Regions from separate parts of the Mus musculus genome. Here all the other regions are linked to region 2. The links are chromatin contacts, called in public ChIA-PET, HiChIP or PLAC-seq and promoter capture Hi-C maps. All regions are on one chromosome and are shown on one strand. The core of a region is the stretch at or near the end of the contact, and the rest is flanking DNA. Distances in the headings are between cores, read along the strand shown.

Region 1 (4,280 bases), core at 879-3,378, 460 kb after region 2:
CCTCGTCTACATCATCCTTCACCGTGAGCCAGTTCACCACAGCTCCACTACCCGACCATGGACCGCTTTCGCCCTCTCAGGCGCACCTCATCTAACTTCTTCAGCACTGGACTGGACTTCTGGGTCGAGGCCCCGTAACTCTTCAGAAAGGCTTCAAACACGGTCTCGGTGTGGGGGTGCGTGCTGAGGAAGGCCTTCTCCAGGACATAGAGGTCGACGCCTTTATCTTCCGGCAGTCCTGAGACAAAGCTCAGCCCAAAGTCGATGAGCACGATGTGCAGCTGCGCCAGGGGCCGCCTCAGGAGCATGTTGGAGGTGGTGAGGTCCCCGTGAATGAGGTCTTGGTCGTGCATTCCGGCCAGAACCTGCCCCATCCTCCTGGCCAGGTCCAAGAGGCACTGGGGGTCCTTTTCAGTCTCCATAGTGGATTGGATATAATCCCGAACAGTCACCGAGTCTTCGATTTCTTCCATATATAAGCAGTTAGACGCATAGTCCACAAAGAAGACGACTGGGGCAGCTATCCCTGCAATGGACACACGTGGTTAGGGAACGCATCTTCATGAAGGCCAGCTTCATGCACAGGCAGACAGCTTTGGAACAGGGTTTAGACTACTGTGGAAAATGATACAATTTATCCAGAGCTTGCCCTGTTAAAGCCCTGCAGGACTACGGCCTGAGACCAGGCCAGGGTAAGTCTGGAAGTATCAAGGCTTGCTCCTCCTTTCTCAAGCCACCTGAGGACTGGAATTCATTGCTGCTCCCTAAAAACAAACAAAACAAGAAGCCAGAAGGAAAGCATCCTGCAGTCTGGGCAGTTTCTACCTGACAGTCACCAGGCAAGTGGCTAAGCAGGGTGTCACCTTACAGGCTCATCTGTGCTCTGGAACAGGCAGGTTCAGATCCCTTATTAGGCGTGAAACCTCAAGGTTCCCTTAGCTACTCTATGCCTCAGTCTCCACAACTGTAAAGTGGTAACAAAACCTCCAGTTAACACCAGGAGTCTCTCCTGAATGTCAACCAAGTTCAGAACAGTTTCCTAGAAACTGGGGTACCAAGGTAGCCCCCACCCATGTCTGATAAAACTTACAAAAGGTAAAGGAGAATATATGAACACTTCTTTATAACTCCATTGCCCCTCTAGGGCAGAAAAGCACAGGCCTGTTCACTTCTGCATTTCCCCTGGCTCCTGGCACCTATCAATGTCCTGGCAGTGGGCACCTAAAAACCATTAAAGAGAAAAATAGCAAAGGCTCGGTGGTTCTGGGCCACAGACAGGCTGCCTGGTAGCTGTGGAACCTCAGGCACTTCCCCTCTTTGAGTCTCATTTTCTCTGGAGTAATGTTGTTGTTGTTGTTGTTGTTTTGTGGGGGTGTGGATGTTTTTTAAAGAAAAGAATAACAATTTAATGAAATCAAACATTTACTGAACTATGTCAGCATAAGAACATGTGATGCATATGCCTTCTTTAATGACCACAATATCCCTGAGATTCCGGTGACATACAAGGTAACTGGGCTAGACGACTCGCTGAATGGCTACGAGGGAGACAATGCAGGGAGAATGTGAATCCACAGAGCCCGGCTCCTGCCACCCGCCTGTCAGGACACCTACTGCTTAAGACCACCAAATGGAGAGGGAAGGACGGTAAGCAGAAACAGAGAAATGAGAAACGGAGGGACCCGAGCGCTAAACAAGCCCCGCGAACCAAACAGAATGGCGTCCTGACTGTCGCCTTGAGTCCTTAAGCATTGCCATCTGATCCTGTCCCCTAGAAATCGGAGCCCCGTCTCTCACGTCCCACTGGTCTCCCGCAGCCCTGTCTGTCCCGTCTCCCGGAGCCCCGTCCGGCCCCCCTCACCCGCACGGCGGCAGCGGAGCAGCGCGCGCGCCTCCTGCACTGTCCGCCGCCGGCCGAGCCGCGCCTCCAGCTCCGGGTGCCGGTAGCTCTTCGGGAAGCGGTGCTTCACCACGGCCGCGCGGCCCTGGAAGCGGCCACGGAAGACGCGCGCCTCGGCGCCCTGCTGCACCAGCTCTAGGCCGCTCAGGAAGAGGCGGCTCCGCTCGCGCGCAGCGGCCAGCGCCTCGGCCTCCGCCTCCGAGGACGTGCCAGCCATGCCTCCGACTCCTTCCGACCCTGACCGCGCCGCTTCCGCTCGCTTCGGAAATCCTCCGGCCTCTTCCGCCATTAACACCGCCCCACACAACACACTTCACCCTGCTAGTTTGGTTCCGCCTCGCGACCTTTCCGCGCTCAGCGGAGCCTCTAGGACCTGTAGACTTGGCCCTTCCCTGTCTGTCTTCGTGAGCGCTCAGCAACTTTAGGCCAACAGCTTCTCACTCTTCATCACGGTGATGCTCCGGCTTTGGGACCTTTTTTTTTTTTTTTTTTTTTTTGAGACAGAGTCTCACGGTGTAGCTCAGATTAGCTTTGAACTCGTGTCCCACTTCAGTCTATGGAAACATGCTCTAAGCCGGGAAGGAGGCAGGGACTAGGCGAAGCTTTCTATCCGGAGACGCCACCTGATGCCTGGCACCAGCCTGTCAGCAGCCAGCACCATCCCTCTCAGATCCGGTATCTTCAACTACAGAATGAGGCTGCCTGGTTCTGCTAGGGTGAGGGCTTATCAGAATTAAGAGGCTGATTACGCGGTGCCGGTGGACAGGGCTCTCTTCACATGGCCTTTGACCCCCTTGTCCCTGCCCCACGCTCCTTGGGGCTCTGTTGAAAATACAGAAGAGAAGCCCTTGAGTCCCGGGTTGCTATGGCACCAGCATCTTGGCTCTGTGGTCCCTGGGTTTCGTTCATATTCATGGCAGGTCCCTTTTCATAATCAGACCCTTTGTGTGGGCAAAATGTGTTTTCCAGCAAAGCGCACCCAGAACCCGGTTCGTTTATATCCCCCAGTGCTCAAGTCTGTAGCTTCATTATCATAATTGTTTGTGTCCACCCAGCCGTCTCTATGGTAACCAAACCCATCTGAACCCTTGCCTTAGAAATCTAACTGTGCAAAGGTGCTGACCAAAGCCAGGCTTGCTAAGTCAGGCTGAGTTTAGCTCTTTAAAGCGGCTTCAAACCTTTCAGTGTCTCCCTACTGTGCTAAGAAGAAAGACCTAAACCTTAACTGGGCCCATGGACTCCTGCATCCCTTATAAACCCTCCCCTCTCCAGAATCCCCACCCATCCTCCATGATGCTCCCTCGGCACAGAGCCTTTGCACCTGCTATTTCCTCTGCAGGGAAATGTTTGTCCAGCTCCATATCACCTAGAGCTGCAGGTTATTCTCCACTGCAGGGTCACTTCCCCAGACAAGCCCTTCCTAGCCTCTATGAGGAGAGTGAGTTCAACTGTTATCAGCCCTGGTTTTCTACTTTCCAGACCTGTTTCAGATTCCCTTTGGTTTTGGCCGTTCAACTGCTTGATTGATGACCCACCCACCCCCCAACACACTTTACCCTGCTAGAGTGGTTCCCATCACACAGAGCCCCCCACCCTCCTGCTGTGTAGCTACTCACAAGGCAGGGATTGTATTGCTTCCATCTCTCCCTCAGCACCAAAGAGGTGGGTACTGGCCTAGAGTGTCTTAGGGATGGTGCATATGTGTGATCCCAACACTCAGAGGCTGTGCAGTGCTCAGATGCTCAGACAGGAGACTGCAAGCCTGATACTAAGTGAGACTGGGGGGTTGAGGGTAGGGACGTTTAGATTCAAATTTTGACCTTTTAAAAATATTTCATGAGTGTGTGTGTGTGTGAGACTTTTTTTAAACAACCAAATGGGGAAGTGGAATTGACAGTTTCTTGTCTACCTGAGTGCTGAAAAGGTCGTTAGAGATGTGGGTGGAAACCTTAAAGCACTGAATGAGTAAATGAGTTGACTGGAGAGATGAGAGACAGGCTGGTCCACAACTGGCCCCTGTAACTTGGCGGGAGAGCAGGAAGCTGGTGACTAAGGGTGGGTGGCAGGGACCCTCTTTATTTTGCTATTTCCAGGGGCAGGTAGTATAAAGTGCAAGTTTGACTGTAAAGTCATATATTCCAGGCTCCATCCCAAGAAATATCAGAAGGGAATTTGGTAGGGATTCCCGGCTACCGGTGAGAAGTGGGCTGGCCAGCTATGTTCCTCGAGAAACAGCAAGTGTTCTGCTGAGAACAAGAGCCAATGCAGAGAGCCAGTGTCTTCTATAATGGGGAGGGGTCCTAAGAATATGGAAATTTTATCCAGGAAGAGGGATGTCGATGGGCTAAAAGCCTGTAACAGAGTGACTGCCTCCAAGACA
Region 2 (4,744 bases), core at 700-3,199:
CTCCACTTGCTGATGTTCGGAAATGGGACTTCCAAGTCAAATCAAATTTCCCTTGCTTCTTTGTACATTATTGCTCCTGAGAAGTTTGGGACCAATGGATGATCTTATGTTTAGTTCTATTCTGTGCTCAACCTGAGGTCAGCCCCCCAAAATACAGACTTCTTGTCATACAGCCCTTGGTGCTGGGGTATCTGGAATGGTCCAAGTTGGCTTTTCTGAATTTCCTTTCAGAAAATAAAGTAAATCTGCTCTCACACTTTTTAAAAACTGAATTTATGATCAGATAGCTAATGGGACATGAAACTGCTGATATCTAGAAAAATACCTTCCATTTAGTCTTGCAATGTGGTTGTTTTGCTAGCACATTATACAAGGAGAAGCAGTCTCCTATGTTTCGGTAGAGACTAATGCATGTCTAGGGGCTCAAAAAATATATGAAAGAGGAAAGACGAGCTAAATGGAAGAGACAAACCAAAAGGAAGGCAGGCATGCACGCTAACCATCAGTCAAGTGGTCTCCAATCCCCACAAGGCAAAACTAGAGCCTTGTTCCAAAATGTTGATACAAAGTTGCTTTTTCACACTCAGACAGATACAAGTTTAAGTGTTCTGTGGTCAAAAGCCACATCAGGGTTTGCAGAAGCATCCTTTCATGAACTTTCAAGGTGGCTACCACACCACAATACTGTAAGAAAGCGAGGAAACACACCCAGTACATCTGAGGGATGGTTCTTGCAGCTCCTGAGATTAGCGCTTCTAAAGGACAACCTTTTACAATGAGAAAGCTCAGAATATTTATCATCACCCTGAAGATCCCGGGACACCCCGGGACATTGCAATGGGAGCTGGAATGCCGCAGGGGGAAAAATTCCATATACAGTGAAAGACATAACATGACAATTAACCCCGTACTCCAAGGGCAGCGGTTCCCAAAGCCTGGAGCGCACAACTTCAGGAGGAACAAGGACACAAGTGTTTATTTTAATAGACAGGTATTTATTTTTTTTATGAGCGTTAGAGAAATAACTGGCTTTCCATTATACCGTTTGGGGTTCAAAATTTCCGCCTTAAACAAATGCATTTAAGGAGGGAGGGTCAGAGTCAGTTTAAAGAAAAACATTTAACATTTGGTATCTAGTACAGATGTAGGCGGACTTGTAAAGGTGCAGCGCGAGGGACGGAAGCTGGGGAGACGTGGTCCTAAGCAAAGCCCCTGACCCGCTACCGGGGTGCGGGAAGGGCCCTGGGAAGCCAGTAGGTTCCGGCGCCGTGTCCGTACGAACCTCCGGCACAATTTCTCTCGCCCGGTTCTCCGGGCCTAGGGTCCACGTCCATAGAATGGGCGAGCTGTCACACAAGTTGACATCTCGAGAATACGCCCAGGGCGACAGCGCTCCCTAGGCTGCTTGGCGCCTGGACACCGCCGCCGAGACCGGTATCCTGGACCCGGGTTCGAAGCCCTCCAGTGCCACTGACTCACAAGAGCTCCCCTCGCCCACCAAAGCCCCGGGCGAGCGACTTCACAGACTCTCGAGTGCAGGGCGTGCTCGATCCTACAAAGAAGCCTCAGCAGCTTGCGACCGAAACGGGCCGCGGTGCCCACCTCAGCGCACGGTCAGTCGCTCGCTCGCCTACTTGGGTCCGCCAGACTCGGGTCTGGGCCGGACCGGACCGGACCGGACCGGAGCCGGAGGCAGCCGCGCCCCGCTCCGGGGCATGCGCAGCCTCGCGCGTGCCCGGAGAGCAGGCCGCGCGTCGAACGGGCCCTCCCGCCTCAGCGTCCCCGTCGCCCCCCCAACCGCCTGCCCATCAGTACTACGCCTCGGCGGACGGCCACCGCTCCCCGGCACTCACCGCTACCGGCGTGGCCGCCTCCCCGCCGCTCCTCCGCCTCAGGCCCGCCGCTGCCGCCTCGGCCTCTGCCCACCTGCCCGCCGTAGGACAAAGGCGCCACCAACCGACTAGCGCGGGCACGAGGCAATGGCGGCCGGGGCGGAGTGTGGAGGTAGGGGCAGAGGGCGCGCACGCAGCGGCGGCCGCGGCAGTGTCGTAAAGAGCCTGCGGGTTTACGGCAGGGCTGAGCTGAGGCGTCCATCTCCTTGGCGACGGGGGCGAGGCGGTGGTTCTGGGGCGGCGGTTGAGAACGCCAGCGGTTGCCTAGTAACGGGGTCTCAGTGGAGGACCCGCTCCACGCCTGCGCCCCGCGCAGGACTGCTGTCTGGCTTTTCCCTTTTCCAGATCCCCTTTCCTCATCCATAACTGTGTAACAAGAACAAGTCCCCCAGTACTTTCATCCCTGTAAAACTTAAAGCCCCGAAAGGCCAAGCATTTGTAGATGGAAAATGTGCAGTGCCCAAACCTGATCACAAGGAACAAAGAGAGCAGAGAGGTGAAGAAAAAGCTGGGTTTAAATTTGCATTTAAATACATTGTGGATCCTATTAGTTGCCTAGCTGTCTCTAGGAGCCAAGAGGCTCCTGGAGATATATTACGGTTTTTTTCTTGAGATATTTCTTTGAGAAATATTCAAGGTCAAAAATTGACTTCAACGTTACTGTCGACCACGAAGCATGTAAAAAAGGTGTGGGTCCCCCCTCCCCCCTTTTAATCTAGAGTTTGTCACAGGGACTGGAATTTACAGTTGTAAATGCTCTCCATGAATCAAAGCTCCGGCTACATGAATCGCCTCGTGCCTCAAATGCCGTAGGGCCTCGTCTTCCTCCTGAACAATACAGGCCAACTAAACTGGTGACTGTGGGATTTGAACACTGTGAGAAGCCCAGTTTCTTTAAACATCGGATCCTATATTCATTCTGCTAGTTGACTCACTGTTTCTTGTACATTTGCTACAAAGACCTCAAAGCGTGGCTGGTAAGGTGATTCTGGGGACAAAAGTGTGTGCTGCCTAGTCTGATGACCTGAGTTCAACCCCATGTACACACACACACACACACACACAGACACAGACACACACACACACACACACACACGCACGCATTAAAACACAAAAGCCATCTGGTATGTCACTGTATATATATATATATATTTGTTTGTATTTCGAGACAGGGTTTCTCTGTGTAGCCTTGGGAACTCACTCTGTAGACCAGGCTGGCCTCGAACTCAGAAATTCGCCTGCCTCTGCCTCCCAAGTGCTGGGATTAAAGGCGTGTGCCACGACGCCCGGTATCACTATACATATTTAATAACAACACTCGGGAGACAGAAGCAGGCAGACAGACCACTGTGCAGTCAAGGCCAGCCTATAAATAAGGAATTGCAGGCCAGCAAGGGAGACCCTGCCTCAAAACTTTTTAATTATAAAATAATTGCTTAAAAGACACTGTGACTTGATATGTATCTACGTGCTAGGCACCATCTTAGCACATCTTAGCACCTTCTGTCCTCTTGGAGAGTAGAGGCTAGCAGAAAGATAGAGCTCAAACTAAGAAGAAATTGCACTAGAGTGTGTAGCTGCACACTGAGATGCGTGCTGGTGGGAAGAAGTCATTCTTGGGCTGTAACTAGAAACTAACTTTACACACAGGCGAAACGGTTGTAAAAAATGATTATAAGAATGTATGAGATTGCCGGGCAGTGGTGGCGCACGCCTTTAATCCCAGCACTCAGGAGGCAGAGGCAGGTGGATTTCTGAGTTCGAAGCCAGCCTGGTCGACAGAGTGAGTTCCAGGACAGCCAGAGCTACACAGAGAAACCCCATCTCGGAAAAAAAAAAAAATCCACAGACACTTACCCTTTTTTCTGTAAAATAGGTCCTAAGGTATGGGCTGCAGAGATGGCCCAGCAGTTAGGAGCAGTTGCTGTTCCTGCAGAGAACCTAGGCTGTTAGCTCACAACTGTCTTTAACTTCAGTTTCAGACTATCCTTTGCAGGCTTCTTGCCTATGCAAACATTGCCTATGAACGTGGTACACTGACATAATATTTAGGCAATATTCTCATACACAGAAAATAAAAATAAATACTTAAAATACATTCTCAATTTAAAAAATTAGGAATCATGTCAACTAGTTTATTGTCTCCATTATGGTTTCTGTTGCTGTGAACAGACATCATGACCACAGCAATTCTTACTAAAAAACATTTCATTGGGGCTGGCTTACATTTCAGAGGTTTGGTCCATTCTCATCATGGCAGGAAGCATGACAGCACATAGGCAGACATAGTGCTGAAGGGGTCGCTGAGAGTTCTAATGTGGATTGGGTAGGCAAGCAGGAGGAGAAAGGGACACACCTCCTAACAGTGCCACTTTGTATGAACCCAAGGGGGCCGTTTTCTTTCAAGCCACCACAGTTGTTAAATGAAGGTATGGACTGGAGCGTGGGGCAGTTGGCAGAATGCTTGCTTACCGTGCAGGAAGTGTGGCAATGCGTCTCTAGTACTGCAGAAACTGGTGTGGTCTTGCAAGCCTATACTCCTGGCTCTCAGGAGGTGAAAGGAGATCACAAGTTCATGGTCCACTACACAAAGAGTTGGAGGCCAGCCTGGGCAACGTAAGCTAAAGGCAAAACACTGTTGATTTTAGAGATGGTATCTTGTCACACCCCTAGGCCAGTGTGGCTTTGAACCACTGTGGTAGGCAGAATAATGACTGCTAAAGATGCCTGTGTCCTCATTTCTGGAACCGGTGAATCTGTCTCCATGGTAATAAGAATAATGCCCTTGGTTTTGATGTAGGAGCTATCCCTAGGTTGTCTAGGTAGGCCCATATAGTTGCACGGGTTTTTCT
Region 3 (4,694 bases), core at 1,360-3,859, 310 kb after region 2:
TGACTTAGCTAATATGACAAAATCTGCCTCACCGTGGAGCAGTTCTTCCTGCCCAGCGAGGCTCAGGAGCACCCAGGAGCTATCTACTGAACAGTGTGCACTTCTCTGCTGGGGACAACATGACCGTTAGCCAAGAACATCCCAGTGTGATGCTTAGGTTTCATTGTCAACCTGGCTCAGTCTAAAGTCACTATGGAAACACACCTCCCACCGTGTCTATGAGGTGCTTCCAGAAAAATGTGTGGAGGGACGACCCACCTTAACCCTACGTTCACTACCACCACCACGATGGCCTACACCCTCAAACTGTGAGCTCCATCCTAAACCTGCCTCTACAACCATGATGGAGCGCAACCCCTAATAAACCTTCGCTTCCTTTAAATTGCTTTTACCGGGTGTTTTGTAACCGCAATAAGAAAGGCAGCAAATACACCCGGAATCCAAGTTATTTTTCCCAGGAGACTTCCCATAAACCTCGCTCTCTATCACACCACAGGGCCCTGGCGATGAGGCTCTTCTGTTGCAGCCTGCGCCTGCTGCAGAGTTTTGTTTTTTTTTTTTCTTCTCTGCCCCTGCCCCTCAAGCACAGACACCTTTTCTTTCCCTTGGTATTTGGGCCCAACAGCACCCTGAACTTGGGGGTCTGCTGTCTCAGAACACAAAGGGCTCTCTAAGCACAAAGTGGCAGGATATGGAAGGTGCAATCGGCTAACCTCCTTTGCAAGACATTCCAGATCCAAATTATGCTGATCCAAACCTGCCCCCAAAGTCCCATTCTCAGCTCATAGCACAAAACCTACTCCATCCTTATCTAAGGGTCCCAGCTGTCCAAGTTACCTTTCTGTTGCTGTGATCAAAACACCAAGACCAAGGCGATTTATAAAAGAAAGCATTTACTTGGTCTTACGTTGCATAGGGTTGGAGTTCGCAATGGTGAGATGAAGGCATAGAGACAAGAAGAGCTGAGAGCTCACATCTTGACCCACAGACAGGAAGCAGAGAGCATGACCTTATGGTCTCATGCGTGGAAGGGTCACACTAGCGGGATGCAGGCCTCTGAAGAGTTGGTCACATGTTGGAATAGCGCCTTTTCACGTCTTGAAAAGTCCGCCATACTTCTTTCCAGCTGCAGTTCTATCTCCATCCTGGGCTGACTCAGCTTGCCACCTGTAGCTTTCCTTGGCAGATGCTCACAACCCTGGCATCTCTAATCCCCTGGAATCCCCACTGCAGTTTGTCTTAGCCCCTCACCCCATCCTAATACACGGTACCTTCAGGGTTGCCGGCAGGGATTCCAACCTGGCCACATACAACCTGACTTGCCTTTGAAATTGGTGTGGAAGTCTCTGGGGCCCCACAGCTCATGCATGCTACACGCCTGCCCAGCAAATATACAGCAAACAATGCCAAGGTTTCCTGGCAGCTCAGGCAGCAGCTGTGCCTGCTTATACCGTTCCTGCAGCCGCCAAATGAAGGAGGGCAGATGAGAGAGAGCAAGCAACCGTAAGTTCCACACCTATGTATTCCCTACAAAGTGAGACCTGATCTAGTACCTTGGGGCCCCACAGCGACCTATGGGTGAGATAGGGAAGAAGAGGGTGGAAATGCCGATGGAGCCAGAGGACACTTGGGGACAGAGTGGAACGGTAGACTTTCCATTTTGGGGTGTGGATCCATACTGAGCAATGACTGAATCAGGTATTGCTGAGGCTAGGCAGAGGCTGGGCAGAAGAATGCTACACCCCAAATTCTAGAAGAACTGATTAAACATCCCTAAGTTCTGGCATGCTGTAGTGACATTATCATTTTTTTTTAAATTACTTATCTTATGTATATGAGTACACTGTGGCTGCTTTCAGACACACCAGAAGAGGGCATCAGATCCCATTACAGATGGTTGTGAGCCACCATGTGGTTGCTGGGAATTGAACTCAGGACCACTGGAAGAGCAGTCAGTGCTCTTAGCCACTGAGCCATCTCTCCAGCTGTGGCATTCTCATTTCCTAATCCACTCTCCCTCTTTCATTCAATGTTTCTAAACCTTTATTTTTAGAATGTTAGCTCCTCAAGTGAACCTTCTAAGGTATTTTTGTCTTAATTGATCCCTTTTCTGTGGGATTAGAGTATTACAAATATGCTGGACATTTATTTGCTTGTGATGTATATACATTCATTCATTCACTCATTCATTCATTCACTCATTCATTCATTCACTCATTCATTCATTCATTCATTGCTGTCTTCTGGAGGTGCACACACAGATATAATAGGTAAGATTTTGCAGTTCGTGGAACAGAAGTACCAGGTTTCACCCCATCGAGGGTGTTATTGATTCCTGGGGATGCGTGTATTATCCCTTGGAAAAAGAAAAAAAAAAAAAGGAAGCAGAAACAAAGGAGTATGTAATTAAAATGTAAATCTACACAATTTAATTACCCGTGTAGTGACACAAGTAAGTCTCTGGAATGGTCTCCTCAGCATTGTGAGCCGCTGTGTAATAGATTAATGAAAAGGGAGGAGGGGAGGCTGAGCTGACAGGAGTGGGCTGAGAGCTTTCAGTCCAGGGAAACTGTAGCCTTTACGTTTGGGACCAGAGCCCTCTGCTGTGCATTATGGGAACATCCTCCAGGAAGTCAAGTTTAGCGCCTACGCTGAGATCCTGCTTTCGCCTCACCAGCCGTGAGCTGGGAGTTCGGTTTGGGTCTGAGCTTCACTGAGGCCTTAGGACATTCAGAATCACAAAGAGGTCAGTGGGGACCTTGGGAGGGAGGACCAGGTTTCTCTCAGCCCCAGGTCCCAGGACACGCCCCAGCCTGCTTTGATGGGCTTTCGAGGGAGTCACCTTCTTAAGCTCTGAGGCAGAAAGGGAGGCCAGGGGCAGGCAGGGGTGGCTTCACGGAGGAAGTTGGGGACACTTAGGGGATTGCTACCATTCAATGACCCTAATCTAGACACTGGAGACAAAGGTGAGGATGACTTGGGTCAAGCCCCATCTGTGCTGGCTTGCTGCAGAGAAGTGATGGAGAAAAACTGGGGTGTGGTGTGGTAATAGAACTCTCCTGGTAACCTCTCAGAAGGGTGAGATATCTAGAGAAAGCTGAGCTCGGTGTGAGGCCCCAGGAGGCCTCACAGGAAGATCTCAGAAGAGTTAATTTTTCTGAAGAAGCCCACCTTCCATTGAGGGACCAACAGCAAGTCCGGAGGCACACGGCTTCAGAGGACAACCAGTGGCGAGCCTGCCGTGACTCCGTGACTCCATCAGTGCCGCAAATGGACAACGGCTGAGAGAGGTGGTCCATCATCCCAAGCCTCACTAAACAGGATGTCCTCCCAGTCCCAGCCGTTGTGGTGCTATGAAACAGGATGGCAAAGCGAGGGACTCGAAGATATGGACCAAAGAGGAAAGAAGCTGTCGCCCACTCCCCCAGCAGGACTCACCAACAGTGTAGCAATCACTTGCCCAGCAAGCCATTTATTGCTGGTTATTTATTGCCCAAGCACACTGGCTTGTAAGGTTTCATCCAGGGCCCAGGAGCGGAACAAGCACAGCAGTATACATTTAACGGGAACATGGAAAGTAAAAAGGGAACAGGCTGATTTATGATGCTTTGCGAGTTACACTGTGTGTGTGTGTGTGTGTGTGTGTGTGTGTGTGTGTATGAGAGAGAGAGAGAGAGAGAGAGAGAGAGAGACTTTGCTGAGTACATATGGATACTGTTGATAAACGTGTCATCGGCCTACAGGGTTACGATGACTGCATCTCCTCAAATCTCTGTGTTGGAAAGTTAATCCGAATGCAACAGGGGGAGGTGTTCTGGGCATAAGGGCTAGATTAACACCAATGCCAAAAGCTCTGGGCTTTGCTCCCATGTTTTGCCCATCTCCCCTCCCCTTCCCCTCCTTTTACTGTCCACTGCTAGGAGATGAAAGATAAGATCCTCACCAGATTCTAGCCCCTTGGTCTTGGACTTAGCCTCCCAGATTGTGAGAAACAAATTTGTCTTCAATGTAAACTGACCAGCCTCGGGTATTTTGTTACAGCAGCACCATATGGCCTAAGATAAGTAAGGGCTGATACTCAGGCTGTCTCTCTCCACCCCTAACCTACACCATCCATAGGAAGCCCAGGCCATAAAGAGGATATTTAAAGTCTACATTCCCCCTGTACAAAACTCCACAGAAGTTGAATTCAATAATACAATCACACAACTCACCATTCCAAAGCCACACTTTATTGAGTTAATTTAAAAATATATACTTTTGCTATCTTCTAGCTTTCAAATCCCCCTTTCAACTGAATTTATAGCGTGTTCTTCTTCCTCCTCTTTCTCTTCTTCTCATTACAAATGGCCTGATGTTAGGTTAGATTTAGGGGTTTCGTTTAAATTTTTTATTTTACTTATTATTATTAGTGTGTGTGTGTGTGTGTGTGTGTGTGTGTGTGCCCCTGTGCATGTGTGGGCTCAGAGGACAAATGTCTGGTGTGAGTTCTCTCATTCCACCTTTACAAGGGTTCCAGGAATCAAACAGAGGTCACGAGGCATGTGGAGCAGGGGCTTTTAACATTGAGCCCTTGCTGGCCGCTGGACATCGTTTTTAACTCATCATGGTATCACATTCACATGCTCACACGCACGCACGTGTGCACGCGCACGCACACACTCACACACACACACACACACACACACGTTTAA
Region 4 (4,270 bases), core at 230-2,729, 330 kb after region 2:
GGCCTAACTCACTTCCTCCCTTTGGAAGGTGGCGCACGCCACTGCTGAAGGGCAGGGGTCTCATGGGGTGATGGTTCAGGAAGAAGGCTCTGCAAGGGCTTCACAAACTGAATGTGGACTCTGCCTGTTTCTTGGGCCTCTGTCCTGCAGCTGTGGTACACTGCAACCTAGACGGGAGGGGAGGAGGGAGGGAGGCGGAAGGGGAGGAAGGAGGGGAGGAGGGAGGGAGGCGGAAGGGGAGGAAGGAGGGGAGGAGGGAGGGGAGGAGGGAGGGGAGGGGGGAGTGAGAGGAGGAAGGGCCTCCCCTGGGGAGATTCCTGCTTCTGGTGTGTCCTTTTTTTCCCTCACAGGATCTGTGATCAGAGAACTCTGAATCTGACTTCAAGGTACCCCGCCCCCTCTCAAGTGAATGTCCAGACCAATGGTGACACCACCCAAAATGAATTTGGAGGCCTCTTTGCAGACTTCAGGAGTTCTGTACCCAGCTGTCTGCTGGGCCTGGGCGCTTTGGTGATTCCGGTACAGGCTGAAAACTTCTGGAAGCCTAACTTAGTTGTCTGTAAACTGCAGTGGGCACAGACAGGTGGGCCAGGCAGAAGGGTGTAGAGGCTTTGATTGAGCCTCAGCCCTCCACCCTCCAGGCAGGTCCTGTGGCCCTTGGGGAGGAGCCATGTGAACCATAACGCATAAGAGGGAGGGGGAGGGAGGGAGGGAGGGAGGGAGGGAAACTAAATTGAACCTATCTTCCGATTTGGGGTTTGCATCCCAACTCTCTTCTGCAGACCACGCCCTTCGCCCCGCCCCCTCAGTCTTTCTTCTCTTTCGGAACTCTTTAACAGCGGCTTTTAGAGCCAAATGGTGCACAGGGCTTAATGAACAGGGCATGAAGGAAGACAGACCCCTTTCAGGTTCTGAGCAAATGCCACTATCCCATCGAAAGCCTATCTCAGGCATTGCCCAGAACAACCCGGAGGCAGGTTCAGGGAAGAACCCCTACCCGTGTACAGACAGTGGAGCAGAGTCTTAAGGTCCTTTTCTTGCCCGTGGGGACTCAGTAGTAGTGCTCGAATTTGAACTAAGACTCTGAAAACAGCCTTTTCAGCTACAGGTCCCTTGCTGCTCTTGGCCTACCTGACCAGGACAGGTGTCATCGGACTTTATCCTCATCCTATGATAGAGTGGAAGTCACTTGCCTGGAGCCCTCGCAAGCAGCTCTGACATCAGAATGCCTTCCCTAACTCACTTTGTCCCGACCACCAAACCCTGTCTCTTCTCCTTGGAGAAGCCCACCGCCGCCTGCGCGAAGCACACTCGAGGCAGGTGTTGACACGTAAGCCTCCCCGAGCCTGGCAATGCAACCCTCCAAATGGGCTCTCACCCTTAGGCGCGCCTGTCCTGGGGACCGGGTCTCTGAGCAGCGCGTAGACCCCGAGGATCTGAGGGTTTCCTCTGCGCTCAGCGGGACGCGGGAGTGAACAATGAAGATGAACTGCACATGCGCAGCAGAGATGCTAGGGACCCGTTCCCGCGACCCTCTTGGCCTCCATCACATTCCAGACTCCGTTCCCACGGCGCCCGCCCATCGGGCATTTTTTAATTAATAATTTAGAGTATTTCCAGTTTGATTTGAAAGTTGCCTTGCTTCTGTGACAGGCTTAAACCCAAATGTTCCTAAGAATGCCAAGTACCATGGATAAAGGTGAAAGGTCCATGTAAGATGCTAAGTGGGAGGAAAGAAAACAAAACAAAAAAAGAAGAAATCATTTAAAAAAAATCATCTTAGGAAACTAGGGGCCTGGGGAGTGGGGGTCGGGTGGGAGAGGAGCAGGGCATATACTACTGCATATTCCTCATATGGATGGGACCTGACATTCTAACCGTGTGTCACCAGGCACTTTATAGGAAACAGAAAAGAACTATCTCATTTAATCCATGGGCAGGGATCAACACTAGCGGCTCCCAAGGACTTGACTGGAAGTCTTGCTTTAGAAAAATGTCAAACCTTATCTAAAAAAAAAACAAACAAACAAACAAAAAAAAACAATAAGATTGGAAAATATATTTTGTAAGTATATGCATATGAAAGAAATGGTTTAGTGGCTCCATTTAATTATCTCTTACACATTTGTAAGAAGATCACAGTCCCATAAAAATGATCTATGGATACAAAGGACTAGTAATAAAAGGGAGATGCAAATGAGGAATAAATATGCAGGCGCTGGTCATAAACTTCAGATAAAAACTGCAAGTCTTTAAATACTTTTTTGCCTTCACAGTAGGTGAAGATTGTAAGGAAATATGATGTGCAGAGTGGCTGAAGTTTGGAGAAACGCCCGTTCTCATAAATATCTTCTTGGGATGTAATTCGCAGAACAATTGGAGGCCACTCTGAAGGAGTGTGTGCTTTGTTAACATGGTCATTCTCTCTCCAGGGCTGTGAGCGAAGGAGTTAAATCCAAAGATGGGTGGGCTCTTCTTGGTTTTTGCTGGTTGGAATATGCAGTGGTGGTGGTGTGTGTGGGTGTGTGTGGGGGGGATTGAGTTACAAAAACTATGAAAATCCACAAAGTGGGATATAGGTCAATTGTTAAAACCTACAATGTAGATTACAACATGTTAGTAATACACGGAAGTAGGTAGAACTTACAATGTAGTTTTAAGATTTATTTTTAGGGCTGGAGAGATAGATGGCTCAGTGGTTAAGAGCACCAACTGCTCTTCCAGAGGTCCTGAGTTCAATTCCCAGCCACCACATGGTGGCTCACAACCATCTGTAATGGGATCCGATGCCCTCTACTGGTGTGTCTGAAGACAGCAACACTGTACTCACATTAAATAAATAAATAAATAAATAAATAAATAAATAAATAAATAAATCTTAAAAAAAAAAAAAAAGCTAGCTGACCAGTGGTGTTCTACCATGGTGTCTGCCCTGACTCCCTCTGTGATTGATGGGACTCATAAGATAAATACAACTTTCATTATTTTTAATTGTGTGAGGATTCAAGGTTCTCTAGAGGAACAGAACTGATAGAATCACACACACACACACACACACACACACACACACACACACACACACGATTTATTAGAATTGCTTACAGGTTAAGTTCAACAATGTCCAGCTAACCCAACAATGACTGTCTACCAAAGGAAGGTCCAAGATTTCAGTTGTTCAGTAGACTGAATGCCTCAGCTGATCTTCAGTGCATTCTGGAACCCCAAAGAAGTAGGCTCTAACGACAGTGAAGGAATGGACTTATCAGTAAGAGCAGTCAGGCCAACACAGTAAACTTCCCTCTTCTGAGTCCTTTATATAGGCTGCCAGGAGAAAGTGTGGCTCAGATTAAAGGTGGACCTTCCCACCTCAAAAGAACGAGATTAAAAATATGTCTTCCCATTTCAAATGATTTAATTAAGAAAAAAGTGTACCCAAACACAATTAGACACTCCAGATGTAGTCTAGTTGACAACGAAGAGTAGTCCTTACAGGGTGAGTGAGTGTGAGGGGGTGGGGATGTGCTATACGAAGGTGCCTGCAGAAGCCAGGAGAGGGGGTTCTATCCCCCAGAGCTGGAGTTACAGGTAGGTGTGTGAGTCTTTCAATATAAGTGCTGGGAATTCAGTCCATGCTCTCTGCAAGAACACTGTGAGTTCTTAACCATGAAGCCATTTCTCATTGCAGTGTATTTTTAAATAAAATATTCTTAATCTTAAATTGTATGTGTGTGTGCGTGGTGTATAAGTCACATTTCTATTGCAGGACCAGTTGAGAGCTCACATCTTTAACCAAAATCAGGAAGCAGAGAACAAACTGGGGATGGTGTGAGTCCTTAAAGCCTGCCTCCAATGAATATTTCCTCCAGCAAAGCCACATCTCTGAAACCTTCTCAAACTGCCCACCAACTCGGGTGTAGGGGTGGTTCTGATGCTAAGGTCTTGTTCCCCAATTGGTTCTTGACATGTCAGTAAAAGAGCCATGGGCCAATTGTTGGGAGGAAGGAATAGGCGGGACTTCCTGGTCCCCACTGGCAAAAGAGAGACACAGCAGATTGAGAAAGGGAGAGATGCTTCAGAGAAAAAAAAGCCAAGCAGCTGTGTGAGATCTTGGGTGGAGTGGCCACGGGCCACTTCAACATTCAGGTGGTTGGGGGTGTTTAGCTGGGACTAGATGTAACTAAGCAGAGCTAAGGGCATGCTTCTCCAGGCGGGAGATAAATAGCTCCCAGCAATTGTGCCACAGAGGCAAGTTGAAACTGAACAACTGTGC
Region 5 (4,325 bases), core at 1,793-4,292, 420 kb after region 2:
CTGTGGGGATACAGGGAGGGGGGCTGAGTGTGAAAAGGGAAGATGATAACATCTGAATGCATGTTTCACCCCCTTCCCTTGTTGATACACAGCCTCTACAGGTGTGGTGATAAGAGGTGGGGACTCGTACCCTTGAGAGAGGCCTCAGGCTCGATCTGCTCTGTGAGGACTCTGAAGAAGAGCACCTTTCTGAGGTTGAGTGCTGCCTTCACTAGGCTCCTCATCAGCCAACATCTCCATCTTGGACATTTTTTTTAGCCTCCTCACCAGAAGCATGGAGGTTCCCAACCTTCAGGGCTGTGAGCAGTAAACCTGTATTGTTTATAAACTACCCAGGCACCCTAGAGTTTTGTTACAGACACTCCTCCTGCCCAGCTTGGCATCATCATTCTGGCTCAGACATGAACGTTCAGCTTCTGTCTTTAGGTGCACAGCTGGCCAACACTTCCAGGGAAACAGCATTCTGGAACCAGTTCCCACTAGGAAGTTTGGTGGCCTTTATAACCACACGAAGGAGGCATATTGAACGCCATCTCCCAAGCTTCCTAGTGAGATTCTGTCATCCTTGCCTTAACTTCTTCATTCTGGTTTACTATCATGGCTTGATTTCAGATCCTGTCTCTAGGCCCTTTGATGAACGATCCATTCAAAGGATGTCTCCTGCCTTCCAGGAGAGGGCGGCAGCTTTCTGAGGTTCAGAGGTCTATAGCAAAGGGAAGGGGAGTGCATGCCTGTGCTGGAAGCTTCTTTTGTGTGTGACTCAAAAAGAAGTCATGCTCTCCAGCTGGACCCAGAGCCTGTCTAAGGCAAACCCAGCTAACAAGGGCTACCATTGTCTACCCAGCATCCATCTGCTGCGTTCGGAGGCTGGCAGATGGAAACATAGGTTGTTCTGTTGTGGTCTGGTTTTTGGTTTTGTGAAGTACCAGGGTTGGAACCTAGGGCTTTGCACATGCTGGATCATCCTCTGACTCTGAGCTATGTCTCTAGCTATATTTTTGCTTTGTAGATTTTAAGACAGAATTTCACTAGTTGCCCCTGTTGGCCTTGACCATATGGTATAGCCTAGGCTGGCCTTGAACTTAGAATCCTTCTCCCTCAGCCTCCCAAGTATCTAGGGTTACAGGTCTGAGTCACCATTTCTTGTAGGAAATAATATATTTCATTGTAAAATGTGTGTGTGTGTGTGTGTGTGCGCGCGTGTGCGCGCACGTGTGTGTATGCGTACATGTGCGTGTGTGTGCACATATTGGTGTGTAGAGGCCAATGTCAGGAATCAACCTTAGGAATGTGGTCTTCCTTCTCTGAGCCAGGGTTTCTCATTGGCTGGAGCTCATTGACTAGACTAACTTGGCTTTCCTCCTCCTCCATCAGGCAGAGAAAGAGAGGAAGGTGGAGCTGAGATTTGGGGGAGAAAGGGAGAGAGAGAGAGAGAGAGAGAGAGAGAGAGAGAGAGAGAGAGAGAGAGAGAGAGAGAGGATGCAGAGGAGACGAAGAAGGAAAGTAGAGCAGAAGCACCTGGCCTGGAGAAACCACAAGTTCTAAGGGGTCTCTAATGTGGGGAAGATGGTAGTGTAGCGGTAGATCTGCCCAATCTAGGCGCACAGCATGCATTCATATTAATTGAGTTGTGTTATCATTCCCCAGGCTTATTTAGGTTGGAGATTCACCGCAACACTGATCAGGTTTTATGTAATCTCTATCAGATGCCCAGGCACATCAGCTAAGGTCATGTAAGATATTCCCAAGGTGGATTCCAAGGGCAGGGAAGTTTCAAACAACTGTTCTCCTTAGCACCCACTAAAGCTCCATGATAGGTGTATTGGATGCTGACAGGTTACAGACTCATATCTGCATTTGTTTAATGCAGGTTTTCAAGATGCAGTTATCTACAGTACTCCCTATGCTCAGCTAGTACTCCATGGAAGTGGCTAGAAAATCAGCCTGACTGAATGTAATCTGAGAAGATTACAGCATCCAATGAGAGTTCTTTATGCTGTCTTCCATGGTAGAGCCAAAATTTCACGAGAAGAGGGTCCCTGTTTGCTGTGTCTCATTCTCTTCTGTGTTCCAGAACCTAACATAGTCTTCAACATACTTAGTGCTTGTGTCTGCAGTGGAGAATGGGTAAATAAACACATGAATGAGTGGCTGACAGATGAATGGGCTGATAGATGTATGTGTAGATGGGTGGATAGATGGATGAATGGACAGATGGATGCACGAGTAGGTAGATGGATAGATGAGTGGGTGGATGGACAGATGGATGGATGAGTGGGTGGATGGATAGATGGATGGATGAGTGGGTGGATGGATAGATGGATGACTGGGTGGATGGATGTATTGATGGATGGACAGATGAATGAATTGTCGGATGGATGAGTGGATGGGTGAATAGATTTGTTGATTGATGGATGAGTAGATAGATGGAAGAATCAGTGGGTGGATAGATGAGAGGATGAGTGGGTACATAAGAGACTGATGGATGGTTGGATGAGTGAATGGGTAGAAGATGGAGGTGGGTACTCTTGGATAGACCTTAGGCCAGAGCTTCTGGATACAGAGACTGGAAAGTAAATATCTCCCCTAACTGCAGTAGGGCAGGTGGCTGCAGTCATGGTTGTAGACTCCCAGCCGCAGGACAAAACAGCATACTTGGTGGTAGGTGTGGCCCTAGGTCCTGTTTGAGATTGCAGAGGAATAATTAGCTACAAGCCAAACAGGGAAAGCTGGGTGACCTGTCAGGAGGCACTCTCAGCTCCACTTCAGAAAACGCACACGTCCACGGAGTCCAAAGGTCAGGCCCTCTCCTGTCCTGCGGCCTTTGGGTATTTGTTTCTCAGGGGACACTCAGATCCCAGAGGAGACTTGTGGGGCCATAGAGGAGTCTTGCAAATCGGACCCTCTGACTAATCGGAAGTTGGTGTGTTTGGGGGCTGTGTGCACATATAAAAACCCAGCTTAAAACTCAGGCAACAATGTGGTTTCCTGGCTAGTACCACTCAGGCTGAGACTCATCAGACAAAAGCCTAGAGGAGGCCTCATGGGGACTAGAGCATCAAAGCAAGCGGTGACAAAGAAACTGAACCACCTCGTGCTGACAACTTAAGGGAAACAAGTGTCTTGAAAACGTAACTCACTCAGCTCTAAGAATAGAACTAGAAAAATAAAATATTCCAATATCTCCTTAAGAAATCAAACCAATCATTAAGTCCCCTCCTCCCCTCTCTTCTTCCCCCTACCCTGCTGGTTTCTGCCTTTACTCTGCTGAACAGAAGTGGAATTGACAGGGTTGTGCCTTGCACACTGTTCTTTGAGAATAGACAAGGAAGCCACTTCCTGTTTCAGTCTATGGGCTCACACTGTTCTTTGAGAATAGACAAGGAAGCCACTTCCTATTTCAGCATAACTCAGGGTTGCCTTGACAAGGGTGTTACAAGAAAAGAAAGTAGAATGGAATATTTACAAGACAGGGTTCATGAGATTACCGAAAACATCCATCTGAGAGCCCGAGTCCTGTTTCCTTCTGTATCCTGACTCATGTCATTGGGTAGATATGTCATGGCGGTAGCAATGACACCCAGAGACATTTCCAGAACATTCCCTAAGTTCCAGGCCCCTCACACACATAGGCTCAGTTAGTGTCCCCCAACAACTTCTATGGGGGTGCTATTCCTTCCCGACTCTCTTCATAGAGGATTGCAGAAAGCCTTCAGTTTCAGTCATGTCCAGCAAGCCAAGGCCTGTCGCAGCTCCTGGGTTGCTGAGTCTGCCCAGGAGTCTTGATTTCCATATTCTCCCCTACAGACTCCATCTGTACAGATCTCCTTCTTGGAGGCATTGACCATGACAGGAAGCCGGAAAGGCAGCAGGCCTTGGGCAGCACACGGGTCAGGAACAGGTTTCATTATTTTTCTGGTTAGCATCTGGAACACTGATGGTGACCCCAAATATCTTTGCTTGCCTAGCTGAGCATCCTATGTACAATGGATTAAAAATTCCAGGTTGCTGATGAGGGACACTGTGCCTTACCTCCTCCCAACCAAGCTGGGTCTGGGGGACAGACCTGATTCAGAGCAAAGCTCTTGAACACTTAAGGTTAGCAGGATTAGTAGGTGGGAGGCACATGGGTATGAGTCTTTTCTACTGTGATCACCTTTGCTGGGGCAATCAGAGATCAGCCACAAAAAGGGATCGAGTAGAACAAGAAGCCACCTTTGATGATGAGAGAAAAGAGCTAAGTTCACCCCCGGTATGAAGACGAAGCCACTGCTGTGGGATTAGCATTAGGCGGACCCTCATGTGGGTAGATGCATCCTCAGAGC
Region 6 (4,796 bases), core at 2,193-4,692, 290 kb before region 2:
ACACACACACACACACACACACACTATACACAGAGAGAGACATATACATGAACAAATCTTTAAAAAAAAAACAATTAGGGAATGAGAGTCAACTGTACTCAAGGAACTCAGTATCTCCATGCATCCCTATGTAGACTATCTCTGCAACCTCCATCTCTTCCTGCCACACAGATACCAGCACACTACTACCACTACCACTACTAAAAGACAAATAAACCATGCGTGCTGCAGAGAAAGACAGACAGAGAAAAGGGGACTATTGCATGGTCCTGCCCTAGAAGATAACTTGTAAGTCTTAGTTCCTTGTTGCAAGACAACTGGTCCTCACTTTCCACCCAGTTTTTCCTACAGAGACGATCAGCTCCACAAATGAGGAACTTTAGAGGGGAGTTCTCCACTCCCCTGGTTAACTTTTCTATTAGTTTTTAGCCAAGGACCCCCCCAATGATAGCTCACCGTGCTCTCCTGCAGCTACCCAAGATGCCAGGAACCCAAGAGCAAGAAGTGCCTTCATGAGGAAGAGGTGTCTTAACGTCCTGCTGGCTATGAGAGTCAGGAGCTCAGTTCAGGGGAGAGGTAGCAGCAGAAGGAAGGACTAAGTAGCTCCTGTCAATCTAATCCCAGTGGTTTCTCTGAAGCAATTATCCCCTAAGAACAGCTTCTCCTGACAATGAGAACAGTGATTGGCTGCTGGCGTGTGGGAAATTTCCTGGCACTACCAAAGAGCACATGTGATGGGAGGGACCAAATGCTGCCGTGGGATATACCTAACACTCTTAGTCAAGTGATGAGGTCCCGTGGGAAGCTAGAAAAATGGAGAGGTAGCCTCTGGGTTAAAGGTCAAAGAGAGACCAAAAGGGCTTTGGAAGGACTCAGTTGCAGTCAAAATGACAGAGGGTGAACCAGACCAGTGGTTCTTGCTGGGTCCACACTGGGATTCTGAGAGAAAGGACCAGAGATAAGAAAAATAAACAGTCCAAAGCTGGGGGTGTGAAGGGTCAATGGCCGATGACTCAAGCCAGCAAGTTTATTAATGTCACCACTCTTTACATAGCCTCGGATGGAGAAGCAGAATACAAACCAGTAGGTTACAGGTAGTTACAGCAGAATTACAGGGAGCACTAGCTCCTCTTTTGCAAGGTATATTCTGGTACAGTAAGCAAAGCATTTCATGTCTCAAGGTCTGGAACATTTAACCACAGCTTACGTGGAAACCTGGCCTCAGCCCCCCAGAGCCCTGGCGCCAGTCCATTGCTGGCTTTGCCAAGAATGACCCTGATGGGAACAAAAGCTCAGTGTTCCTTGTTCCGTCCATGGGCTGGAGAGGGGCCTCTGCACCTAGTCCTCGACAGGGAGGAACTGGAAAGACAACTTAAGAAGAAAATAGCCGAGCTAATGATGTAACTTAAGCCTGACACCATGTCCAACTCCGGGAAGAGGAGCATCGGAGTGTTTCAGCATCAATATGAGAAAACAAAAGGGTTGCAGCTTGGTCCCTGTGGACCACATATGCCACTCTTAGACAAAATGAAAGATAGTCATCAAAATTAGAGAGGGCAGCTGCGATGACTCGGTCTTTCATGTCTCCTCTGTCACCTTCTCCCCTGCTTCTTTTTATTTGTATAGCACATGTCCTCCATTGGCTGTGATATCTAATAGTGTCCAGTGACACCGCTGAGCCCAGTAAGGTTAAGGGCAGAGTACAGGTAAAAACGTAACAACAAAAGACTATCTTCATATATCCAAAGCCAGGCATGGTAGTGTCTGCTTGCCATTCCAGTCTTGGGAAGGCAGAGAGAGACAGGTAGATTACACTGTCAGCTTGGGCCTAAATTGAAGCTCAGCCTAGAGCTACAGAGGAGGGTCTTGCCTAAGGGAAAACAAAAACAAAAAAGCCACCATTGTTTAAAGCAAGGAAGTGCCTTGTTAAAAGGTGGATGTTGGGGCTAGAAAGATGGCCCAGCAGTCATGGAGCATGTGTTGCTCTTGTAGAGGACCAGGGTTCAGTTCCCAGCACCCACAGGGAAATTTACAATTATCCATAACTTTATTTCCAAAGGATCCAATACCCTATTCTGACCTCTGCGGATACCAGGTACATAAATGATGTACATACATACATGCATACCAGCAAAACACTCATACACATAAGTAAACCTAAAAAAATAAAAGTGGACGTTGGAACATGGAACAAAACTGGCATTGTTGATTATCTAATATGTGTTTTATATGCAGTATTTTAATACATACAATAATATTTCAGAGGAAAAAGTCCTTAAGTGACGGTTGCTGGAAATTACTATTATATTAGAATAATTTAAGGAGTTACTTATACCAAAGTTTTAAGTGCTTTGCATAAAATAATCCAGCCCTAGTATCAACCATATGACGACTCTGGGGTCAATTTCCAACACGACATAAACCAAACGTGGACTGTGGCATGCCTGTGAACCGGCATTGTGGAGGTGGAGGCAGATCCTTAGTTACATGGTCCAGGCTGGAATACTTGAAACTGTGGACGAATGACCGTGCAATTAGTATGCAGGAGAATAGCGGTAAGCGATCCAGTCCCACAGCCAATGTTCTTAGCCTTTGGCTTTGAGACAGCTCTACACCACAGCTACTTCCTTCCTCGGTGTTGGGGTTATGTTATCACACCAGGCCCTATCCAACGTTAACGATCATATCACATCAGGTTGGAATCTAGATCTTTCCTAACACAAAATTCATATACGTTACACTACCTGCTTCTTGTGACCCGAGAAGAGTTATTTTATCACCCGTAACTGAATCCGAATTCTTTCACAGACAGCTTACCTCTCTGAGGTAGTGCTAAGAGGAGCTCTGGAGAACGCCACAGTTGTTAAACCTTTCATCCCCTACCTATCCCAGAATCAACCATCTAGGGGAGAGAAGGCCAGCTCTCTGCAACAGGACTAGTTCACAAGCCAAAACCCAACTTTCATTCTGATGCCTTTCGACACAAGCGGCAGCCCGCAAAGGCTAGTAGTATGGTGTTTAGGTGTTTGGGTATTTAGGGTGGCACCAACAACCCCTTCTTTTGTTGGCTTTCCCGGTTCCTGAGTCAGACTACTCCAATTCGGGGGAGGCTGTGCTAAGATTTCAGATGTTCCTGCGGTTTTCAAAGATTGAACTTCGGGCTGCCCTCATCCGAAGCCCCGTGCTCCCCCGCTGAAGTGTATGCTCTGCTGCCCTCACACCGCCCTCGTCCCTTGACTGAATGGCCCCCGAACACCCACACTCGGTCCCCAGCCGTTGTCTCCCAGGGGTCTGGAAGCCTCAACGTCGTCCCCGACACCAAAGACGAGGTGGCTCCTAGGCGGCAGTTCGGTTCCCATAGCAACCCCACGGCGCACGCGCGTCGCGCTTCCGGCCGGGTGGCTCGGGCGCTCCCGTGACGTCACGGCGCCGCTTTCCGGTGGCTGAGTCGAGCTGAGGTTGTTGTGGGCCGGGGGGCGCCATGGGGGCGACTGGCGACACCGAGCAGCCGCGGGGCCCCGGCGGGGCGGAGCGAGGTGGCCTGGAGCTGGGCGACGCGGGCGCGGCGGGCCAGCCGGTTCTCACGGTGAGGGCGCCCGGGCGAGGCCGGGGCTCGGGCCGGGCAGGGCCTCGGGCTCCCGGGCCCCGGGCCCGCGGGCGAAAGAACGCGGCGGCCGTGCGGCCCTGGGAATGTCGTTTTCTCAGTGCCGCTACAAGCTGGATTCAGATTGTAGCTAGGTGACGTGGGCCTGATGTGACACCCTCTGAGCGCCAGGTTTCTCTTCTGTGAAATGAACAGCAATAACCCGAGCTTGCTGGAGTTGTGGTGGGATGGGCTGATAAAGGCGGGTAGAACGCCCTGACTCGTCACCCGCCTCATAGTAGACCCTAGGTAAACACTGCTGCCCTTCCTCTTGCTCTTCCAGAAAAAGCGAGCTTTGGACATTGGTGACAGAAAACATTTTCCCAGTTCCTCCACCCTGACAGGGTCTTCCAGCCACTGAATTAATTCCCCTTCACCCCAAGGTGGGAGAAGTGAGAAGCAGGAACGTCTAGGTTTAGCGCCATACTCACTTTCTCCTCATCCTCACTATGAGAAGCCTCGGTGACATTTGCCCACTTGGTCCCCAACAGAACCCTTGGAACATAATGATAAAACATCGGCAGGTGCAGCGAAGGGGCCGCCGATCTCAGATGACCACAAGGTAAGGCTCGACCTGGGTGAGACCTGAGATCCAGTTGTGTGGACTGCAGTGAGTGCTTTGGGAACCCCACTGTAGGAGTCTGAGATCAACAGCCCGTAAAGAGCACAGGAGTGGGGAGGCTGTAACTTCCTGTCACCTTGTCAGGTCCACATCCTAACCAAGCAGGGAAGGAATGAACGTCTAGTCTGTCTCCGTGATTGAAGTCTGTAAGTCAGAGGATGTGAATTCAAGATTACAGACATCTGTTCTAATGCAGACTGAGATGTTTGTTAACACAAGCCTTTAGCTTTTCTTAGACTCTGTTTTCTCAGCTTTGACATGGGGCATCCAGCCTGGGGAAGGGATGGGCCTTGGGAATTCTTCTTGTATTTTTGACCTGGGATAGTGATAATCATTTATTAATTACAATACTTGGCAGAGGCAGGCAGACCTCTGTGAGTTTAAGGCCAGCCTGATCTATGTAGTGAGTTCCAAGACAACCAGACTACATAGTGAGACTCTGTCTCTAAAAAAGGAAAAGAAAAAATATGTGTGTATTATATTTCATAAAATACTTGGAAAATAATTCCTATTTCACAGAGTTATAATGAA

The links. Promoter capture Hi-C pulls out the DNA fragments that hold promoters and counts their contacts. ChIA-PET counts read pairs in DNA pulled down with a chosen protein or histone mark. HiChIP or PLAC-seq counts read pairs in DNA pulled down with a chosen protein or histone mark. Capture Hi-C pulls out chosen DNA fragments and counts their contacts.
Region 1: a promoter capture Hi-C map of embryonic stem cells shows a contact between it and region 2, with 4 times the contacts expected there. The contact joins the promoter of Trp53rka here to the promoter of Ncoa5 in region 2. A contact is called at or near these places in 21 of 39 promoter capture datasets (the 3T3-L1 cell line, 3T3-L1-derived adipocytes, the C10 cell line and 13 more), 4 of 115 datasets of contacts at active chromatin or transcription factors (bone marrow-derived macrophages, embryonic forebrain, embryonic midbrain and 1 more) and 1 of 9 other capture datasets (adipose tissue).
Region 3: a contact with region 2 is called in an H3K4me3 HiChIP or PLAC-seq map of embryonic basal ganglia, with 2.8 times the contacts expected there. The contact joins the enhancer-like site here to the promoter of Ncoa5 in region 2. A contact is called at or near these places in 18 of 39 promoter capture datasets (3T3-L1-derived adipocytes, the C10 cell line, the HPC-7 cell line and 9 more), 1 of 15 datasets of contacts at CTCF or cohesin (the NIH/3T3 cell line), 1 of 484 Hi-C or Micro-C datasets (embryonic stem cells), 15 of 115 datasets of contacts at active chromatin or transcription factors (acute myeloid leukemia, bone marrow-derived macrophages, craniofacial prominence and 9 more) and 3 of 9 other capture datasets (adipose tissue, liver and pancreatic islet).
Region 4: an H3K27ac HiChIP or PLAC-seq map of embryonic stem cells shows a contact between it and region 2, with 5 times the contacts expected there. The contact joins the promoter of Zfp663 here to the promoter of Ncoa5 in region 2. A contact is called at or near these places in 18 of 39 promoter capture datasets (the 3T3-L1 cell line, the HPC-7 cell line, the SN4741 cell line and 10 more), 1 of 15 datasets of contacts at CTCF or cohesin (the NIH/3T3 cell line), 19 of 115 datasets of contacts at active chromatin or transcription factors (bone marrow-derived macrophages, craniofacial prominence, embryonic basal ganglia and 9 more) and 2 of 9 other capture datasets (liver and pancreatic islet).
Region 5: a contact with region 2 is called in an RNA polymerase II ChIA-PET map of memory CD8 T cells, with 16 read pairs. The contact joins the enhancer-like site here to the promoter of Ncoa5 in region 2. A contact is called at or near these places in 12 of 39 promoter capture datasets (the 3T3-L1 cell line, the SN4741 cell line, cranial neural crest and 5 more), 1 of 15 datasets of contacts at CTCF or cohesin (the NIH/3T3 cell line) and 4 of 115 datasets of contacts at active chromatin or transcription factors (the NIH/3T3 cell line, craniofacial prominence, embryonic basal ganglia and 1 more).
Region 6: a contact with region 2 is called in a promoter capture Hi-C map of adipose tissue. The contact joins the promoter of Dnttip1 here to the promoter of Ncoa5 in region 2. A contact is called at or near these places in 4 of 39 promoter capture datasets (liver, pre-B cells and stem cell-derived epiblast-like cells), 9 of 484 Hi-C or Micro-C datasets (CD4 T cells, CD8 T cells, the G1E-ER4 cell line and 4 more), 2 of 115 datasets of contacts at active chromatin or transcription factors (embryonic stem cells and memory CD8 T cells) and 2 of 9 other capture datasets (adipose tissue and liver).

The regions. Positions count from the first base shown.
Region 1 is chr2:165,491,186-165,495,465 of GRCm38.p6, forward strand. It overlaps Trp53rka (transformation related protein 53 regulating kinase A), which reads right to left and starts at 2,129. Exons shown (of 2, transcript NM_001007581.1): 1 at 1,862-2,129; 2 at 1-526. The coding sequence starts at 2,117. The coding sequence ends at 48.
Region 2 is chr2:165,032,830-165,037,573 of GRCm38.p6, forward strand. Ncoa5 (nuclear receptor coactivator 5) reads right to left here and starts at 1,950. Exons shown (of 8, transcript NM_144892.1): 1 at 1,854-1,950.
Region 3 is chr2:165,347,087-165,351,780 of GRCm38.p6, forward strand. Zfp663 (zinc finger protein 663) reads right to left here. Exons shown (of 6, transcript NM_001379474.1): 6 at 4,211-4,694. Among named protein-coding and RNA genes, the nearest start is that of Gm29831, 18 kb to the right of the region's middle. Within about 2 kb of position 2,610, at least 5 of the 459 cell types and tissues checked have an H3K27ac peak or open chromatin away from gene starts, as enhancers often do. A contact at or near this core is called in embryonic basal ganglia, where this site is marked.
Region 4 is chr2:165,367,257-165,371,526 of GRCm38.p6, forward strand. Zfp663 (zinc finger protein 663) reads right to left here and starts at 1,480. Exons shown (of 6, transcript NM_001379474.1): 1 at 1,379-1,480. Gm29831 (a long non-coding RNA gene) reads left to right here. Exons shown (of 3, transcript XR_001783548.2): 2 at 351-583; 3 at 1,103-1,395.
Region 5 is chr2:165,450,154-165,454,478 of GRCm38.p6, forward strand. All of the region lies in intron 1 of Slc13a3 (solute carrier family 13 (sodium-dependent dicarboxylate transporter), member 3), which reads right to left. All of the region lies in intron 2 of Gm14437 (predicted gene 14437), which reads left to right. Among named protein-coding and RNA genes, the nearest start is that of Gm14437, 10 kb to the left of the region's middle. Within about 2 kb of position 3,043, at least 65 of the 459 cell types and tissues checked have an H3K27ac peak or open chromatin away from gene starts, as enhancers often do. A contact at or near this core is called in memory CD8 T cells, where this site is marked.
Region 6 is chr2:164,742,573-164,747,368 of GRCm38.p6, forward strand. It overlaps Dnttip1 (deoxynucleotidyltransferase, terminal, interacting protein 1), which reads left to right and starts at 3,443. Exons shown (of 13, transcript NM_133763.1): 1 at 3,443-3,586; 2 at 4,135-4,205. The coding sequence starts at 3,482. Wfdc3 (WAP four-disulfide core domain 3) reads right to left here and starts at 695. Exons shown (of 4, transcript NM_027961.1): 1 at 457-695. The coding sequence starts at 514.